3 separate regions of the Mus musculus genome follow, and all the other regions are linked to region 1. Evidence: chromatin contacts called from public ChIA-PET and Micro-C data. All regions are on one chromosome and are shown on one strand. The core of a region is the stretch at or near the end of the contact, and the rest is flanking DNA. Distances in the headings are between cores, read along the strand shown. Region 1 holds the start of Gk5 (glycerol kinase 5 (putative)). Region 2 holds the start of Rasa2 (RAS p21 protein activator 2). Region 3 holds the start of Zbtb38 (zinc finger and BTB domain containing 38).

Region 1 (3,084 bases), core at 278-2,777:
GATTGACATTTAAATCTGTATCCCCAGTAAAGATATCACACACACACACACACACACACACACACACACACACACATGACTGAGCTTCCCCCGATTAGTTGAACACCAGGCAAGCTTTGGAAAAGGGCAAAGGCAAGCTTCGGGAAGGAGGAAATCAAAACTGTAAGCATGGAAGTGTGCCTTCTTTTCCAGGCTGCCAGCAGGCCCTACAAGTTTCTAAGCTTGCCTGGACCTACAACCAATTCTTTAAAGTTTCTTTCCCTCAGGAACTGGGAGAGATAGCTCCGTAGGTAATGTGCTTGCCAGTCAAACATGAGGACCAGAGTTTGGTGCCTATTCACGACAAGAGCATATAGAATCCTAGGGAGCCTTTGGTCCTAGTAAGAGATTGCCTTGAGGAACAAGGTCAAACTTCAGTTGTGGCTCTCAGGTTCTGGCTCTGCCTTCCCTCTGGTATTTGTACAGTTTCAGTTTCTCAAGAGAATCGGACAGCATAGGACTATTAGTCATGCATACAACGCTGGAAAGTCTCTCTCTCTCTCTCTTTCTCTCTCTCTCACACACACACACATTCATGCATGACCAATTGGTCACCAACGATATAGGGCAGACCTGTGCCAGATGGTGCAAATAGGCATTGCTGTGTAGAGACAGACTATTAAGAGAAGCCACAAACAAACAAAAATAAATATGGTGTTCACAGTCAAGCTTCAAGTGACAACCCAAATCCAACTTGGCAAATCTCTGGGAAGCAAGTAGGCTAACAGAGTAATATAAACAAGAAAATATTCCTTTAAGCTGATAAGCTACCCACAAAACATTCTCACGAAATTTAAACTTTGTGTCGCGGCAAAGGCCCTTTAGTGCCATACAAAACTTGGACATCTATTCATCGTTGTGTAATACATGCAAGCTTTTCTGGGAAGACTTCATGAGGAACCTCCTATACTTTTGAATGTCTTCCCACGGACTGGAAAGATGGCTCACTGGTTAAGAGCACTAGTTGCTCTTGCTGAAGACCGGGGTTTGGTTATCATTGCCTACATGGAAGCTTGCAATCGTCGGAGGTCCTCTTCTGACTTCTACATGCATCAGGCACATGTGGCTCACACACATAAATACAGGCAAAAAACTAAGTGAACATGAAAAAAAGTTTAAAATTTTTTCATCTCACTTGATTTTTCCTAACAGATATTCGTAAAAAAGTAATCTGGGCTAGAAGGGAACTAAAAAGTTTCAAAGTAACGGTCGCTGAACGGTGACATCCAGTACAGCGCTGCGGTAAACGCCATCTTTGCCAAATTCCCACGAGCTGCTCGGCGCGCTGCCCTGACGTCACGGTGCTAGGGGCGGAGCGTGGGGTAGCAAGGCTTCCCGAAGGGGCTGAACGAGGCGGGGCGGGGTCTTGTGAAGGGGCGGAGCCTAACTCGTCGAGGGGCGGGACAGGGCGCGGTGTAGGAGGGGCGGGGCCGCGAGCTCTCCGCCCGGGGTCTGGCGTTTATAGCTCCGCGCTGGCCGGCCCGTGGCGACTGCAGTGTTCGGGGTCGCGATGTCAGGGCAGCAGGAGCGTGCAGAGCGGCAGCGAGAGGAACTGAGCGCGTCGGCCTCGCCGCCCTCCCGCTTCGTGCTGGGGCTGGACGTGGGCAGCACGGTGATCCGCTGCCACGTCTATGACCAGACGGCGCGAGTGCGAGGCTCCAGCGCGCAGAAGGTGACTAGGCGCGGCGGGAGGGTCTCGGGATCTGACTGCACCCTAGCTCTTCCTGCACCTCTGGGGGGCTCGGGCCGGCGTGGCCCGGTGTCTGTCTCTCGCTTCCTGTCCCGCGGGACTCAGCGCTCTAGCTTTACCTGGGTGGAACCGAGGTGACTCTCGGGGCAGCGCGGGCAGATTGTGTATATGTGGACAGAAGGTGGTTAGTGATTTGCGTGGTTTTTCTGCACTTCCTCGTCGACCTTTTATGCCTTTTAGCTCTTCAGATTTTGATGGAATATAAAACTGTGGGTTTTTTTTTTTCGGTTGTGTTATTTAAACAATTCGTTGCATTTATTATTTGTGTATCTGTGTGTGCTCGCGTGCTATATGGCACACATTTAGGAGTCAGAGGACAACTTTCTTGGGCATCGGTTTTCTCCTTCCACCATGTTGGCCCGGTCCCTAGGATTGAACTCAGGTCTTCAGGCTTGGCAGAAGTACTTTTACCGCCAAGCCACCTTACTGGTTGCGTTCGTAAAAGTGCTAGGTCCTCACATTAACATTTAACTTCCATGGATATTGGAGACACTGAGCACATTTTGAAAGCTTTGTTATCCTTATTTCTTTCCATCTTTGAGAATTCATTAAAAAGTATCTTCTGGCTTGAGAAGCCTGCCAAAGCATTGGTTGGTCTTTGTTAGCAAAGCCTTAAACCTCAGATGATACTAGTTAACAGCCAACCCCCATTTTAATAAAGCGCTAATTTCTATACAGTGGTCAATGCAGTTGATTGAGTGTAGTGTTCTTATTTACTCCTTTAAATACTAGCATTTTCTAATGTTTAAAATATTAGCGAAGGGATATGAGAGCCATTTAACTTCTTCCTTACAGCACTGGGCTCCCCCCTTTTTTCCCTGTGCTATCCTACATCGACTAGGGTAAAAGTTAAGTAGTGACTGCCTTAAGAATTTACTTTGAGGAAATAGACTAGACGTTCCCTTCAGGGATCTGAGCTAGGAGGTGAGTTGCAGCAACTGCGCTGCTCGCTCTCTCTCTGGCCAGCTGTGTCGGAACACTGCCCACCCACTCAGTCCATCCCTGTCCCAACCTTTAAGGACAGGTCTAAGGCACATACTGAGCTCTTGTCGTATTGCAAGTCTTTATCACAAACACAACGATACTTCTTAGTTTTTCTTACAATTCTAGTCACAAAGTACTTTTGCTGAAACGGTGCATTTTAAATTTTTTTTTTTTAATTAAGGAATGAGAGTTTGGTTCAGGAAGGAGATGGCTCAGCAGGTAAAGAGGACTTCCCAGTCCTCCCTCCTAAGCTTGGATCCCTGAGATGGACAGGGAGAAAGGAGAGCATAGGTTGCCCTCTGTCCTCGGCA
Region 2 (2,700 bases), core at 137-2,636, 510 kb after region 1:
TACTTAAAAGTGTCTGAATTGGGAGTCCCAGGATGACGTCAGGGAATTGAAAAGTAACATTTAACATGCTTGCTCCTGGGGTTTTAATAAAATTCCAAATCCTTGAAAGGGGAGTAACATCAAAAACTCAAGTGGGAGAATCCAAAAGAAGCATCGAGATTTAAGAATTAAAGTTTATACTCTGCCAAAGAAAGAGCAGTATCAGCCATTCTAACACAATTGAATTTTCAACATATAAAATATCTCTTATAGCCAGGCATTATTTAGGAGACCGATTTCATTCTGGGGATAAAATAATCTGAATTAAAAAAGGTTTTCAACTAAAGTAACAATAAACTCTACTGATTCGCCAGTCATACAGTGAAAAGGGACCATCTCAATAAGCTGGGGGAAGTCGATCTAATATCAAAGGGTCGTTTTAAAGAGGAAGGATAGCAATGACAAACGAACTGGCCCGTCTCTGAGTAAGAGTCTACACTCATCGGTGCGGCTCTCACAAATGCACGGGAGAGAATCAAGTGGGTTGAGCGCGGACTGGATGACTGAGTTTTGAGACCTGCTCACAGGAAGCCACTACATCCTGCCCCAAGTCACCGTCAGTCACGCCGGCTCTCGATTCAAGTCCCCGCCGCGGCAAGGTGGGGCGGGCACAGGTGTCCCGCCCGAGCTCCCCGGGCGCCCCGCTCGCCCGCGCAGCCTCGCCCACCGGAGCCCCCGCCACCGGCTCCCGCAGTCCCCAGCGCCCGCCTCAACCTCGCACTGGCAGAGGAGCCCCAGGGAGCTCACACCCCCTCCTCAGCCCGCCGCCCGGCCCGGCCCGGCCCGGCCCCGCCCCGCCGCAGCCGGCCTCCCTCCCTCCTCCAGCCGCGCCTCCCTTGTAATTACCACGGGGCTCCCACCTCGGGCCGCTCCCGTCGTCCGCGGCCGCCCGCAGGCCTGCGTCGGAGGGAGGCCGGAAACTCCGCGCGCCCCCGGCCGCGCCCCGGGCTCCCGCGTCCAGGCCGCGCTCCAGGCAGCGCCCCTCGCGCCGCGCCGGTCCGGTCCGCGCGTGCAGGTCCTCACCCCGCTCGCTCCGAGGGGGAGCCCCGACCCGCGCCGGGCAGTCGGTCGACGCGGCGCCTCCCCCCAACACACCCCCATCCAGTCTCACCAGTCCCGGGCGGCCGCCGGTGCCGCCACCCCCGCGCGTGCCCGCCGCCCACCCTCCGCGCCGCCCCGGGGGTCCCCTCAGCCCCGGCCCCGCTTACAGATCCTGCCGCGCAGGCTCTGCAGCACTCGGACCTCACGACTGTCCTCGTCTCCCGTCTCCGGGTCTGCGCTGCCCGAGACGGCCGGCGCCTCGGGAGAAGCCGCCGCAGCAGGCGCTGCCGCCGCCATGGTGCCGCCCGGCCCCTACCCCAGCCCTACCGCCTGCGTAGCCGGGCAAGGCGGAGCCGGAGCGAGGCCTAGGCCGGATCGAGCCTCGCTGTAGCCCCGCCTCGGCCTCGGGCTGACTCGCCCCGCCCCTCGCGCCGTGCCCGCCCTGCATCCGCCTCGCCTTGCCTCCCTGGGCAAGTCGCGAGAGGCGCTCTGAAACCCCCACAAGGAGGAAAACCCTGGCCCTGCTGTGATCCCCAGAACCCTGAGAATTGGACGTCCCCCACGAACGGACCTCTAGGTCCCCAGATGCTCAAGGAAAAGAAAAGTCCCCAGTCAGAATGACTCCAGGTTCCAGGAAAAAGTTTGGCATTTTGGCAAACGTCAAGAGATGTATTAGAGACTCTTCCAGCGGTGTCTAGATGCTCCCGCAGTGCGGCACGTGGGGGACAAACCACATACTCAACCTTTGCTCTGGGAACATTGCTCTGCAAAAAGTTGGGTCAAGAAAAGGACCACAGACTCCGTCCAGTCCTGTCTGAGACCCAGAGAAATTTTGAGTTTATCACCAGTTTTGCATTTCAGAATCGGAACGGTGACCTCTTTCCCACTCCCAGAAGCAGGCTTTTTAGAAAGTAGATTGGCCCTGGGAAGTTTGTAAATCTTCAACTAGTTGTTGCCACTATCTTAAGGGAACTATTTACAGTGAGTAAACTGTGTGGATAACACCCTGGTATGTGAGGAGAGGGATGATTTCCTGGTCCTGAGGTTTAACTGCGCTGCCCTAAGAAGGAAGAAACTGATTTAATAGAGCAGGGTTGTTCTTTGCCAGGTGCTAGAGTCAGCCAGTCAAGGAATGTTTTCAGACATATAGGAATGGCCCTAGGGCAAAAAGACGGGGCAGAAGGCGCCAAGACCATGAGCACCTCAACCTGGAAGGGCACACAGAGAGAAGAAGCAAGTTGTGGAAACAGAGTCAAGGAGAGCCTGCCTGGGAAGAGTGAACAGACGACAAGCAAGCCCAGAAGCCACTTGTGCCAAGGCCAGTCAGGCAGACGGAGTGACCTAAGCTTGCTGGATGTCTTAGGCTACCGAGCAATACTTCCAGTCCAGCTGGTGATGCATGAGGGTGCCCCTTGTCCTGTACCATACAGCCTTGGAGAAAGTGAGCTTACCTCTCCTTCCAGGCATTTTGTTGTTTCAAACAGAAACTCCAAATGGTATTTCCCTTTCTTTCCAAATCAGAGCTCACACACCACAGGCCAGAGACTGGCTTTTTCTATTTTAAAACGTTTAATGCTTTATTGGTATGTCTTACTTATACACAGTCATGGTGTGATACCG
Region 3 (3,007 bases), core at 415-2,914, 600 kb after region 1:
AGGAAAGACATAGACCTCAGTTACCTCAGAACACGCCAGCCTTGACGGAGTTAGCTTCTGTGCTTTGGCAGAAATCACTCGGAAATCCTTGGTTCTGAGCCCGCCATGTCTTCCATATCAAGATCTAAGAGAAGATGAAAGTGCAGGGATTCAGGACTAGTGTCTAGGATTCAGGACTAGTGTCTAGGACTCAGGACTAGTGTCTAGGATTCAGGACTAGTGTCTAGGATTCAGGACTAGTGTCTAGGATTCAGGACGAGTGTCTAGGATTCAGGATTTCAGCCACAAAAGTCATTGCCGTTAGTATATGTGAGGTGCCTTTAGGACATCGGGAACTCCACCAAGTGCTCTCAGCGGATGGGTAAATCTCCGTAACACCCCTCAGCTGTAGGGAACAGTTCCCCATTTTACAGCTGCAAACAGTGCCGTGAACCTGTTTCTGGAGGTCACCCTGGGTGAGTGTCGGGATTCAAACCCAGGTTAACATCAGCACAAACCCAGTCTGATTTGGGTGCAAAATCCCCACCACAGAACGCTAAATTGGAGTCTTAAAGGCTTTTTTGACAGTGACCCATTTTATTACAAATGATGTTATATAAGCCAAAGGCTTCATTAAACTATGCTTATCTGTACTGTGTGCAACGGTTACTTTTTCTAGTCTTTTCGCACTATATATTCTAATCTTTTCAAAATTTTCAGCAATGACCCATCAAAGGAATTCTAATGCGTGTTTGGTCCTGGAAAAACACTGGTAGAAGGCCTATCATCCTAGCAGTCAGTCAACCGCTGCAAGTGGCAAGTTCGAAACCAGCTTGGGCTAACCTATTAACCATTCTAGGCTCCTTAACCAGACCCTGTCACAAAACACAAACTCTGCTCTTTGATCTTAGCTACTGTAAGACGCTATAAGTTTCTCTGAAACCACAACAAAACGAGTCTTTCCAGCCACGCGAACCAGAGCAAGCACTTGAGCTTCCCAATTAGGTGAATGCCCTTTAACCTTTCAAATATGCATACGCAACATAAACGGTTATCATTTAGAACCGATCATTACAAGGGTTTTCCAATCAGGCCCAATATCCAGAATGGGAACCAGGCACTTACCCACCGCAAAGCAGGAGTTATAAAGTGGAAGCGCAGACAGATTAAAATCTCAGGTTATTTATCAGCTAACCTGCAAAGAGGTGTCTAAAGGCTGACTGTTGAATTGTCCCAACGGACAGACGGCTGCAGCAAGCAGGAGCAGGAGGCCAAGGCTGCAACCCCTGGAGGCAGGGCCCTGCCTTTGAACATCCGGTTCAATTCCAGGGGCTTGGTGTCGCACTAGGATCTCATCGCGAACGGGTAGGGTCAGGAAGCAGCCCGGGTTTGCGCTTCACCGGAGGGGAGGCGCGACAGTCCCGAGCCCCAGGTGCGCGTCACTCCCCGCTGCCCCCCTGCAGCCGAGCCTGGTGGGGCGGGACGCGGGCACCTGCGGACGCTGGCTGCTCCGTAGGCTCCGCTCCGCTCCGCGTCCGCTGCAGCCCGGCGCGAGCGCTGCCCACCGGCTCCCGCCTCCCCACCTCCACGCCCCGGAGTCGCGCGGACCCCGCGCACTTACGGGGCTCCGCTCCGCCGCCCGCGCGCTTCCCGCGGGGTCCATGGCGCTTCCGGACCTGCGAGTCCGGCCGCAGCGCCGCCCAGAAAATGGACGCCGGCGGCTGGGCCCGGACGCCCCGGTCTGCCCCTGGTGCAGTGCAGGCCGGACGGTCGCTCGACCTCGGGCGCCGACGCGCAGGGCTTCCGGGACGCTGCAGGCCGCGAGGCTCCCGCACCCCCCGGCGCCACTGCGGCAGAGCCAGGCTCGCACAGATGCTGCGCAGCCACCGAGCAGGCCCCGGGCACCCTATGCAGTTTTAACCCGCACCAAATTCTGAGAACAGGGTGTCACCTGTGCTTTCTCATGGCTGTCAGGGGACGCCTGGATTATTTCCCACCATGGTATAAGAACTGTTTCATGCAATGAAAAAAATAAAAGCCACCGACTGCCCGCTGACATCCTTCCCACACAGATTCGCAGTGTGGCACCTACTGCCCCACGCACACCTAAGTGCAGGTGTTTGTTTTGAACCATCCAGCATTGAGTCTTTAGTATTTTTTGTTTGTTTTTAGTTTTTGATTTTGTGTGTGTGTGTGTGTGTGTGTGTGTGTGTGTGTGTCCTTTGGAAAACGACTCGCTCCCTGGCAAAACCTTAAGGTTTTGAAAAAGGGTATTTTCCTGGAATACAGTACTTGCCATTTATGCACCCCAGTTCCTTGACCAAACATTAAGAATATGATCATTTTGGTGAGCTGAGTAGATTTTTAATACTATATGCAAAGTAAAGCCCCATAAACGATGCAGGAAGAATGGTGTCACTTAAAAAAATGCAGAGTTGTGAAGGCTGACAGGTTGGGCAACGTGCATACACATGTAACGAGCAGTTCCCGACCTTCTCGATGCCAAACACCCTTTTATTCTCTCGCTCCATAGGCCAGTGTTCACAGATTAACTCCACTAAACTGCATGTATTAAGTAATGATTCATCTTCCCCTTAAAAAAAAAGGGAGCTTGAATGTTTTTGTCTACATAACTGCCAATGAGAACTTCCACAAGACCTGATCTAACTTGTTGGCAATGGTAGATACCAGCCTTAAAAAACAAAACTGAAGAAACTCGTGGTCTAATTGCCTGTTTGTGTTTCCATTGAGGCTTTTAGAAACTCTGAAGATGATTTTAAAATTCGGGAAAACTGGTGCACAAAGACTGGGAAGTCTGTAAGCTGTATGGCTGTGGCTGATTCCCTGGGACCGGTGGGAGGTAGCGGGCAAGGTTGGTTGGCCTTCTGGATTCAGCAGGCCTGTGTTGACAGCCTAGGTTTGTTGCTATGTACGGCCACTTCTCTGACCTTCAGCTTTGGTACCTAACATGCAATATGTTTTAGTATTAATGTCTACCTCCTAGGTGATTTTTTTAAATTGAATTAAA

The links. A called contact is a pair of places that touch in the nucleus more often than the background predicts. ChIA-PET counts read pairs in DNA pulled down with a chosen protein or histone mark.
Region 2: a Micro-C map of embryonic stem cells shows a contact between it and region 1, with 13 times the contacts expected there. The contact joins the promoter of Rasa2 here to the promoter of Gk5 in region 1. A contact is called at or near these places in 5 of 39 promoter capture datasets (the 3T3-L1 cell line, the C10 cell line, liver and 1 more), 2 of 484 Hi-C or Micro-C datasets (embryonic stem cells and pre-B cells) and 1 of 115 datasets of contacts at active chromatin or transcription factors (pro-B cells).
Region 3: a contact with region 1 is called in an RNA polymerase II ChIA-PET map of memory CD8 T cells, with 7 read pairs. The contact joins the promoter of Zbtb38 here to the promoter of Gk5 in region 1. A contact is called at or near these places in 2 of 115 datasets of contacts at active chromatin or transcription factors (double positive thymocytes and memory CD8 T cells).

The regions. Positions count from the first base shown.
Region 1 is chr9:96,117,902-96,120,985 of GRCm38.p6, forward strand. Gk5 (glycerol kinase 5 (putative)) reads left to right here and starts at 1,528. Exons shown (of 16, transcript NM_001368879.1): 1 at 1,528-1,711. The coding sequence starts at 1,550.
Region 2 is chr9:96,630,117-96,632,816 of GRCm38.p6, forward strand. Rasa2 (RAS p21 protein activator 2) reads right to left here and starts at 1,387. Exons shown (of 24, transcript NM_053268.2): 1 at 1,248-1,387. The coding sequence starts at 1,377.
Region 3 is chr9:96,718,186-96,721,192 of GRCm38.p6, forward strand. It overlaps Zbtb38 (zinc finger and BTB domain containing 38), which reads right to left and starts at 1,665. Exons shown (of 3, transcript NM_001359959.1): 1 at 1,601-1,665; 2 at 25-124.